Linked DNA regions of Sus scrofa: all the other regions are linked to region 1. A link is a contact called in public HiChIP or PLAC-seq and promoter capture Hi-C data. All regions are on one chromosome and are shown on one strand. The core of a region is the stretch at or near the end of the contact, and the rest is flanking DNA. Distances in the headings are between cores, read along the strand shown. Region 1 holds the start of PTK2 (focal adhesion kinase 1). Region 2 holds the start of CHRAC1 (chromatin accessibility complex protein 1). Region 3 holds the start of TRAPPC9 (trafficking protein particle complex subunit 9).

The links. Promoter capture Hi-C pulls out the DNA fragments that hold promoters and counts their contacts. HiChIP or PLAC-seq counts read pairs in DNA pulled down with a chosen protein or histone mark.
Region 2: a contact with region 1 is called in an H3K27ac HiChIP or PLAC-seq map of alveolar macrophages. The contact joins the promoter of CHRAC1 here to the promoter of PTK2 in region 1. A contact is called at or near these places in 1 of 5 promoter capture datasets (liver) and 1 of 2 datasets of contacts at active chromatin or transcription factors (alveolar macrophages).
Region 3: a contact with region 1 is called in a promoter capture Hi-C map of liver, with 2.6 times the contacts expected there. The contact joins the promoter of TRAPPC9 here to the promoter of PTK2 in region 1. A contact is called at or near these places in 2 of 5 promoter capture datasets (fetal liver and liver), 1 of 47 Hi-C or Micro-C datasets (heart right ventricle) and 1 of 2 datasets of contacts at active chromatin or transcription factors (skeletal muscle).

What each region holds. Positions count from the first base shown.
Region 1 is chr4:2,655,287-2,657,986 of Sscrofa11.1, forward strand. PTK2 (focal adhesion kinase 1) reads left to right here and starts at 1,320. Exons shown (of 31, transcript XM_021088851.1): 1 at 1,320-1,478.
Region 2 is chr4:3,027,460-3,030,159 of Sscrofa11.1, forward strand. It overlaps CHRAC1 (chromatin accessibility complex protein 1), which reads right to left and starts at 1,349. Exons shown (of 3, transcript XM_021088860.1): 1 at 1,101-1,349. The coding sequence starts at 1,247.
Region 3 is chr4:3,063,902-3,066,601 of Sscrofa11.1, forward strand. TRAPPC9 (trafficking protein particle complex subunit 9) reads left to right here and starts at 1,353. Exons shown (of 24, transcript XM_021088861.1): 1 at 1,353-1,470.

The sequences.
Region 1 (2,700 bases), core at 70-2,569:
CCAGTGCAAAGGTACTGGGGCTGACACTGAGAGACCCGATTCCCTACAATCTTAAAAAAATGTAACCATATACATTTCATGAAATAACATTAAAACATTTAAACATGGTAAAACGCTTGCTGCTAAGCGAAAATATTTTATTTTACCTGATTTTGTTACAGCTGAATTACAGCTCCCTCTTGAGAAGGGAATGGAGGGGCATCTCTCTGAGCTTCAGCGAGTTCACCTATTCCACCCCTAGCCTGGGAACTGCCATATGCTACGGGTGCCGCCATAAAACGCAAAAAAAAAAAAAAAAGAGAACTGTGTGCCTATTCCCTTCTGACTTGGAGATCAAAGTGACACCATGAAAATGAAAGTTGTTCTGCTTCTGGTTTCATTTCCTACCACAAGTCTGACCGTGATTTCTTTCTTTCTTTTTTTTTTTAAGAACACAAATCAGATATCACCTCCTGCTTAAAACTCTCCAAAGTCTCCCTGCTGCCTAAAGAATAAGTGTTAGGCACCTGAAAACGACTTAAGGGGCCCCTGACTACCTGTATTTTTTACACAGTCCCCCCACCATGCTCAGTCGGAAGCTGTCAGCGCTTCTCCGGCTCTCGGCTCAGCTGCCCTCTGCCTACGGGTCCTCCTCCTCCTCGTCAAGCCTCAGCACCTGGCGGCCAGCACCTTGGGGGGTAATGGCCCCAGATCGGTGCCCCGCTGGCGCTCAGGTAGATAATGCGCCTATTTCTAAGCCTCTAAAGCGCTTTTCAGACCGTCTTCCAAGATCGAGTCTTGGTATCGCCCAGCACTAGCTATGATGCCACTGCGCAAATCCTTGAGCCTCAGTTTCCCTACCTGGAAAGGGACACCTAACGCATTAGGTTGGGCGTGAAGCCTGGCGAAGTCACGGCCCGGCCCGACATCCGTGCTTCCGACCCTGAGGCAGCGGGGCCCCGACCGGGGAGGCCTCCAGAGGGCCGCGTCTGGGACTGGGGAAGGCAAGGGGTAACGCGGCTTCCCCGCAGTCCGTCCAACCCGGCCGCCCCGAAGTGCGGCCAGAGGCAAGCCCGGGACGCCGGCTCCGCCCGCGCCGCCCCCCGCCCCCGGCCAGGGCCTCCCCGGGGCCGCCAGTCGGGGCCGCAGCCACGCCCGCGCGCAGCCCCAACACGCTCGAGGCCGGGGCCTGGCGTCCCCCGCGCGATCCCGGGAGCGGCGCCGGCGGCGTGCTGGGCATGCGCGGGGCGCGGCACGCATGCCCGGTGCTCCCGGGAGGCGGAAGCTCGGGTCGGGGACGCGGCCGGCGGCGCGCCGGCGGCGCGCGCCGCCGACGCAGCAGGACCCGAGGGCGCGAGCCCGCCGCCGCCGCCGCCGCCGCCGCTGGGCCGGGACCGCTGTGCGCCCGCGGCGTGAGGCGTGGGAGGGAGCGCGGCCCGTCAGCCGCGGCGCCGCCCGGTCGTCGTCTGCGGTCGCCTCGGGCGCCGAGCGCAGTCCGAGTGAGTGCGGGGTCCGGCCGGGGCCGGGGCCGGGGCGCGGGCGGGCGAGCGGCCGACTCCGGAGCTGGTGGCTGGCAGGGCCTCGGCCCGAGGGCGGAGGGCCGCGCGGGGCGGACCGGCCAGTCCCGGCGGCGGCGGAGACCGGCCCCTCCCGCGCCCGCCGCGGCCCCTGGAGGCCGGGCCGTGGGGAGCCCGGGACGCGGGGAAGCGGGGAGATGGGGTCGCGAGGAGGCCGGGAGCGCTGCGAGGCCGGGGGGTTCGGGGCTCGGAGAGTCCGAGGGTCTCGAGGCCGGTGTCGTGGGAAGGCCGGGGGCTCGGGGGCAGGGCGATTGGGGGGTGCGAGGAGGCCGGGGGCTCGGGGAGGCCGGGGGCTCGCGGGCCGCCGGGAGGCCGGGGATTCGGGAGCTCGGAGGGTCTGGAGGCCCGGGGGCGGGGGAGGCCGGGGGCTCGGGGAGTCGGGCCGGCCTCTGCCGGAGGGGCCGAGGCCTCCAAAACAAAGGGGAGAGAGAGGAAGGAGGGGAAGAGGGAGATCCGCGGGGACGCGGGGGATCGGCCGGACGCCGAGCGAGGACTCCCCGGCCCGCGGCGGGCAGGGCCGGGCCTCGAACCCGCGAGCGGGGCGCCGACGCCGGCGGTGAGTCGCGGCCGGCGCTCAAGTTTCTGTCGCCCGGCGGCTTTCTCAGCGATGACCCAGAAGACCTGGCTTGATTCATTGCGCTGAGCTGCCCAAGTTTCCTCCTGTTCTCGCCCCAGCCCCCAGCTCTGCTGCGCCGGCCGAGTAGGTGGAAGCTCTGCGTGCCGCTTGGTGCTTGGTTGTATTTGATTGCAGGATTTTGTAGCTTAATGCACGAAGTAAAGGGTTTTTTTTTGGGGGGGGGAGTTGTTTGTTTGTTTGAGCCATTTCAACAGTGTCTTATTCTTGTTTAGTTAGCCTGCAGCTGGGTTTTTGGCAGTGAGACTAAAATAATAGTAATATTGTAGTAATTATGGGAAATGGCTGAAATACAGTCAAGACGAAGGCGATGTAAGAGTTTGGGGGTCTGTACTTAAGATGACCATCATTGGGGTTCTTACTTAGGATGTGAATATTTTCGTGGTTGGAAAAACGGGCCATTACCGTTTGAAATGAAATACCAGAGCCTCACCCTTCATATTTTATTTGTAAAACGGGTAATGAAAATAGTCTTCTCTTTGAAATGACACAGCCAAGCCCTCGGGTTAG
Region 2 (2,700 bases), core at 99-2,598, 370 kb after region 1:
GTCTCCCTAAAGTTTACTTTAGATTTATAACTTATGAAAAATAATCAAAAGTGATTCAACAATGAGTCATATTTAATGACGAACCTCTGGAGTTAAAAAGGGCAAGAGACCATTCAAAAATTCGGTGTGGCTGAGGAACACACTTCCGTTTGAACACAGTGTTTCCAGGCTGTCCGCCTACAACCGTTACGGTCAACAACCTAAAGGTAAAAAAACGATCAGCTTCCCTTTCTGCCCAGACTGAGCCCTGGGCTGAGCCTCTGGGAATTTCTATTTTAAATCCACCTAGTTCCGTTAGTAAGGGATGGAAGAAGTGCTTGCGAAACTCCTCAATTCCTTAACACCTACAGAACGAAGCTGGACCCGAAAGCACAACTATCCCAAGACCACGTGACCTCCCACCGCCCTCACCCTGACCGTAGGGACACCGGACACTGGGCGCAACCAGCAGGGGCCGGAAGCCACTCTAGGGAACGTGAAAGCGAGGGAAACCGTGCAGCTGAAACCTGGCCCTGGGCAAGAACGCCCACCACGCGCCAAATCAAAAGACCGGGGAGGGGCTAGCACCTCCGGCTGTAAAACCACGGCCCTGGAAAGGCTAATTCTGACCTGGGGACGTGCGGCCCCGAAGACTGGGAGGAAGGCGCGGGCCCGTTCGCTCAACCGTCCGAGGGGTGGAGCCCAAAGCCACGAAAGCGGAAGCGGCCGGAAGCGACAAGAGGGGAGGGATTGGGGTTGGGGGCCGACAACTCGGGAGGAGGAGACGCCGAAGGAGGGGGGGTGGGCGGGGCGCTGGGCGCGCGGGGGAGGCCGGGAACGGAGTGGGCGGGGCGAGGGCGCGCGGGGTAAGACGGGATTGACGCCCGGGGGCGGGGCGAAGGGCGCGCGGGAGCTGGGGAGCGCGCGGCGGAAGGCAGCGAGGCCGCGCCCAGGAGAGCGCGCGGGCGCGCGCAGGGGAGCGGGCGGCGCGCGGGCCGAGGGGTACTGGGCAGCGCGGCGGGACTCGGCCGGGCTCGGAGGGCGGGGCGGGACGCAACGGTCCCGGGCGGCCCCCACTGTCGCCCTCCGCTTCTCACTCCTCCCCGCGCGGTCCGCCTCACCGTGGCCTTGGCCGTGAGCACCAGCGCCTCCTGGTTGATGCTGGACACCTCGGGGGAGCTCTTCATGATGACCCGGATGCGGGACAGGGGCAGCGACACCAGCCGAGGCTCCCCGCACTTGTCCTTGCCCGCGACCCCGTCCGCCATCTCTGCGCCCCGCCCCCGCGGCGGCAGCCCCGACCCGCCGCGAGGTGGCCGGCCCGCTCGGTTGGTGCGGGAGCGGCGTCCCGCTGCCCCGTGGGAGTTGTAGTGTCGGGAGGCGCGGCCCCGGGCGCGGACTACAAGCCCCGTGATGCCGCGCGCGGACGAGGCGGAAGGAAGGGCGGCTGGGCCGGGGGCGGGGGCCGGGGAGGCGTCTCCCTGAAGGTCGAGGCAGATACCGTGTAGGCAGGAGAGGACTGGGAACCGCGGGGGGAAGGGAGGGGGCTGGGCAGTGAGGAGCGCGGACGGCCCTGTTGATGAGAAGGCGCTTTGCTGGGAAGAGGAGCAGCAGCAACGGCGCGGAGGGAGGAGCCTTTCCGGAAAGCTCGGGAGGCGCGCTCTGCGCCCGGGGTGTGCGGGATGAAGGCGGAGAGGCGGCCTGGGGCCGGGTCCTATTGGATTGTAGAAGAAGGAAAATGGGGGTTCCCGTCGTGGCGCAGCGGAAGCAAATCCGACTAGGAACCGGGAGGTTGAGGGTTTAATCCCTGGCCTCACTCGGTTAAGGACCCGGCGTTGCCGTGAGCTGTGGTGTAGGTCGCAGACGCGGCTCGGATCCTGCATTGCTGTGGCTGTGGTGTAGGCTGGCGGCTACGGTTCCGATTGGACCCCTAGCTTGGGAACCTCCATACGCCCCGCGGGTGTGGCCCTAAAAAACAAAATAATAATAAGGAAAATGGGAAGTGCTGAAAGAGATCAGAGGGATGAGGGGATATGTCTCTTAAGTTGGGGGGGGGCTTTTGTTTGTCTTTTTAGGACCTCACCTGGGGCATATGGAAGTTCCCAGGCTAGGGGTCAAATCGGAGCTGTAGCTGCCGGCCTGCACCACAGCAACATGGGATCCTTAACTCACTGAGCCAGGCCAGGGCTGGAACCCGCGTCCTTTTGGGTGCTAGTCAGATTCGTTTCAGCTGAGCCGCGTCGGGACCTCCCGTCTTAAATTTTATTAAAAATCCCCCTGGCTATTGATGGAGAATAGACCGGAGGGGAGTGGTGAGGATGGGGAGGTTGAAAGGGTGGAAGCAAAGAAATTGCAGAGTAGAAGGTGATGGCAGGTGATGAAATGGGATGCAGGTGTGGCTGGGGTGAAGTGAGCTAGGGAACGGATGATAGGAAGTAGCCATGGGCCAGATGAGATAGGGCTTTGTAGATCACAGAATTCCTTCCAAAAGGGTTGGGGGGAGTAAGGGGGTCCCCCTTCAGTTTTACAAGGAATCCTCAAGTTGCTGTGTGTGAATAGATCGTCCAGGGGCAGGAGCGGAAGCAGGCAGAGAGCACAGTTAGGAAGCGGTTCCGGGGATGGAGAGAGACAGTGAGTCAGACCCGAGTGGAAGCGGTGATAGGGGATCTAATTTGACGATAGAGCCAGCAGGGCTTGCCAGTGTGTTATGGAGTAAGAGTG
Region 3 (2,700 bases), core at 103-2,602, 410 kb after region 1:
CCTCCATAAAGGGTGGCCTCTCTTAGGGTCTGTTTTCCTTGTTCTATAACTGTCACCCTGCACCCTTAGTGCCATGGAGAAGCCACCTTGGGCAGCTTTTTTGGGGTCCTGGAAGCATTCTCTCTCGGCCTCTGGGAGACTCTGTTGAAAAACCCTTCTTGGCTGTCTGACCTGCTGGAAATCTCCCCCACTTGCTTTGCCCTGAAGATGTGTTCTGTTTCTAACTCATTCCTACTCCTTGGACAAGAATAAAAACTCCAATAGTTTTCCACTGACCCTGGGCGGGGATGAGGGATAGCTTGTTATGATTTTATAAGGAAAGCGTAAATAATAAGTCATAAAACAGCCTGGCCACAGAACAGAGGGTCAATAAATTCTTGCTGGGGTAAAGCAGAAGTGATGGCTCGGTTTTTCCCTGGCTGCTTGTATTTGCTGTACTAAAGGACACCTAAGGTAAAAAATTCAAACAGCGCAGAAATACACAAGGGAGTGGTCTCCTTTATCCGCTGTCCTCTCAGCCCTTCCTGGCGATGCCACTGTTTACAATTCCTTGTGTATTTTTTCAAATATGACATGCACAGTCCAACCTATGTTTGTAAATTCTTTTGTTGTATTTGTTTTAACCTAGAGGGGTTTAAATCCTTTCATGGCTTCTGCCCTTACCTAGCAAGCTAGGCGCTGGAACTAAGGACACTGAGGGGCCTATTCGGAGCCCTTGATGGGACCCTCAGAGTACGGAATGATTTACCCAGGAAGGTTGGGGACAGTCTGCTCCAGGCTTGGGCTCTGACCTTCTACCTCCCGCCCCGCCCGCCCAGGTCTTGCAACCTCGCAGATGAGGCACGCCAAGACTGTGCCTGCCTCAGTTTCCCTGCCTGGAAAAGGGGAACTTGAATCCTCCCCAGAGTAATTCTGAGCATTGATGACAACGCCTGCGGGTGCTTGGGCCCCGGAGCACGTCGAAGCCTGGCTCGGCGTGGGGGCAAGGAGTGTGATCCCCTGGGGATTTTGCAGGGGTGCGGTCTGGAGGGCTCCACCACCTAGGTGAACGTGAGCTGCGTGCCTAGAGGGGTCGGAAAGGGGCGCAGAGGCAGCACTGGCACTTCCTGGGGCGTGAACCGCCCCAGGAGCTGCTCCGCTCCGCTCCTTCCCCGTCTGGGTCCATCCACCCGCCCTCCGCCGCCTTCCTCCCTCCTCCCCTCCTCCCTCGGTCCACCCCGCAGCCTGCTCTTCTCCTCCCTCTTCTCTTCCCCCTTCGCCCCCTCCTCCCTCCCTCCTTCCCCGGTGTCTCTCCCAAAACCCGGAGTGGATCGCCGGGCGGGACGGGCCCGCGCATGCGCAGGGGCGGTGCCGGCTCGGCCGCCAGTCGGAAGCTCCAGCTCCGAGCGCGGGGAGCGGCCGCCGAGGCTGCTCGGCTCCACCGCCCGCCAGGCCGTTGGCTCCTGCTCCCGGCCCGGGGCCTCCGGCTGTGTAAGTGCCAGGATCGGGCAGGGGATCGCGCCGGCAGCGGGAGGGCTGTCCAAGCGACCCGGCGCGCGAGGGCGCGAGTCGGCGTGTGTCCCGCCGAGGGGCTCGCCCCAGCCCGCACCTGCCTGGGCCACCTGCCGTGGCCCCTTTCCCCGCCTGGCGGCCGGGCTGCACCTGCCGCCTGTCGGGCCGCGGCCCCGACTCTCCTCCGGGGGCGGAGGCCGGCCCCTTCCCCGCTTCCGCCCCCGGGTCCCCTCCGGCCGGGCGTCCTCTCCTTGGCCCCCGCCCCCGGCCGGGACCCGTGGCCGGGCTGGGGCTGCTCGGAGCCGGGCTGCCCGCGATCCCGGCGCTGCCCTGCTCTCCCTTTCCTTCCTCGGTCTCTTCTGGATTGAAAGTGCCTCCGATCCCGCTCGGCGGCGTCAGGCGCTGTTTCCCGGGGACAAGATCCCCGAATTGGAAAGTCCGGCTTCTCCGGCCAGGTCTTGGGAACAGAGAGAGCCCGCGCTGTGTTTGCCTTGGTCTCTTCCCTGTATCTGCCCCACGTAAATGCCTTTTAACGCGGGGTTTTCTGCGGTGGGGATGGGGCGCTTGTTGATTTCACATGTTTTGATGGAGGGAGGGGCTATAGTGTTGAAAGCAGGGCTCAGTTTAGTTAAAAATGAGCTGAAGGCATGAGGCTTTGAGGTCCTCCACCCCCCTCCGCGCCAGTTTAAACTTGTGACTGGCGATTTTTAAAAGGTAGTTATAGTGGCTTCCTGGTCCAGCCCGGCTAGTATTTGTTCGCATGAGACAACAGCAGTAGAGGCATATTGGAGACCCAGGAATATTGCAGTCCTAAGGATCTGGCAGGTTTTTAGTTGTTTGTTAAACTGTGAGGCAGGCTAGTAGTATAGAAGGAAAAATAGTTCTCAAGAGATATTTTTTCAAATAAGAGCTTTGAGATAATGTTCACATACCATGAAGTCCACCCATTTAAATCATTCAGTTCCGTGGTTTTGGAATGTTCACAGTCGTGCAACCACTATTCCAGAACCTTTTCATCCCTTCAAAAAGAAATTCCACTCCCATTGGCAGTGTCCCCTCCTGCAGCCGGTGGCAGCCACAAATTTACTTTCTGCATTTGCAGAGTTGGGGCATTTCATGTAAATGAATTCATACACGATGTGGCCTTTTGGGTGTGAAAACTTTCACTGAGCATGCAGTTTTCAAGGTTCATCCGTGTCGTGGCAATGT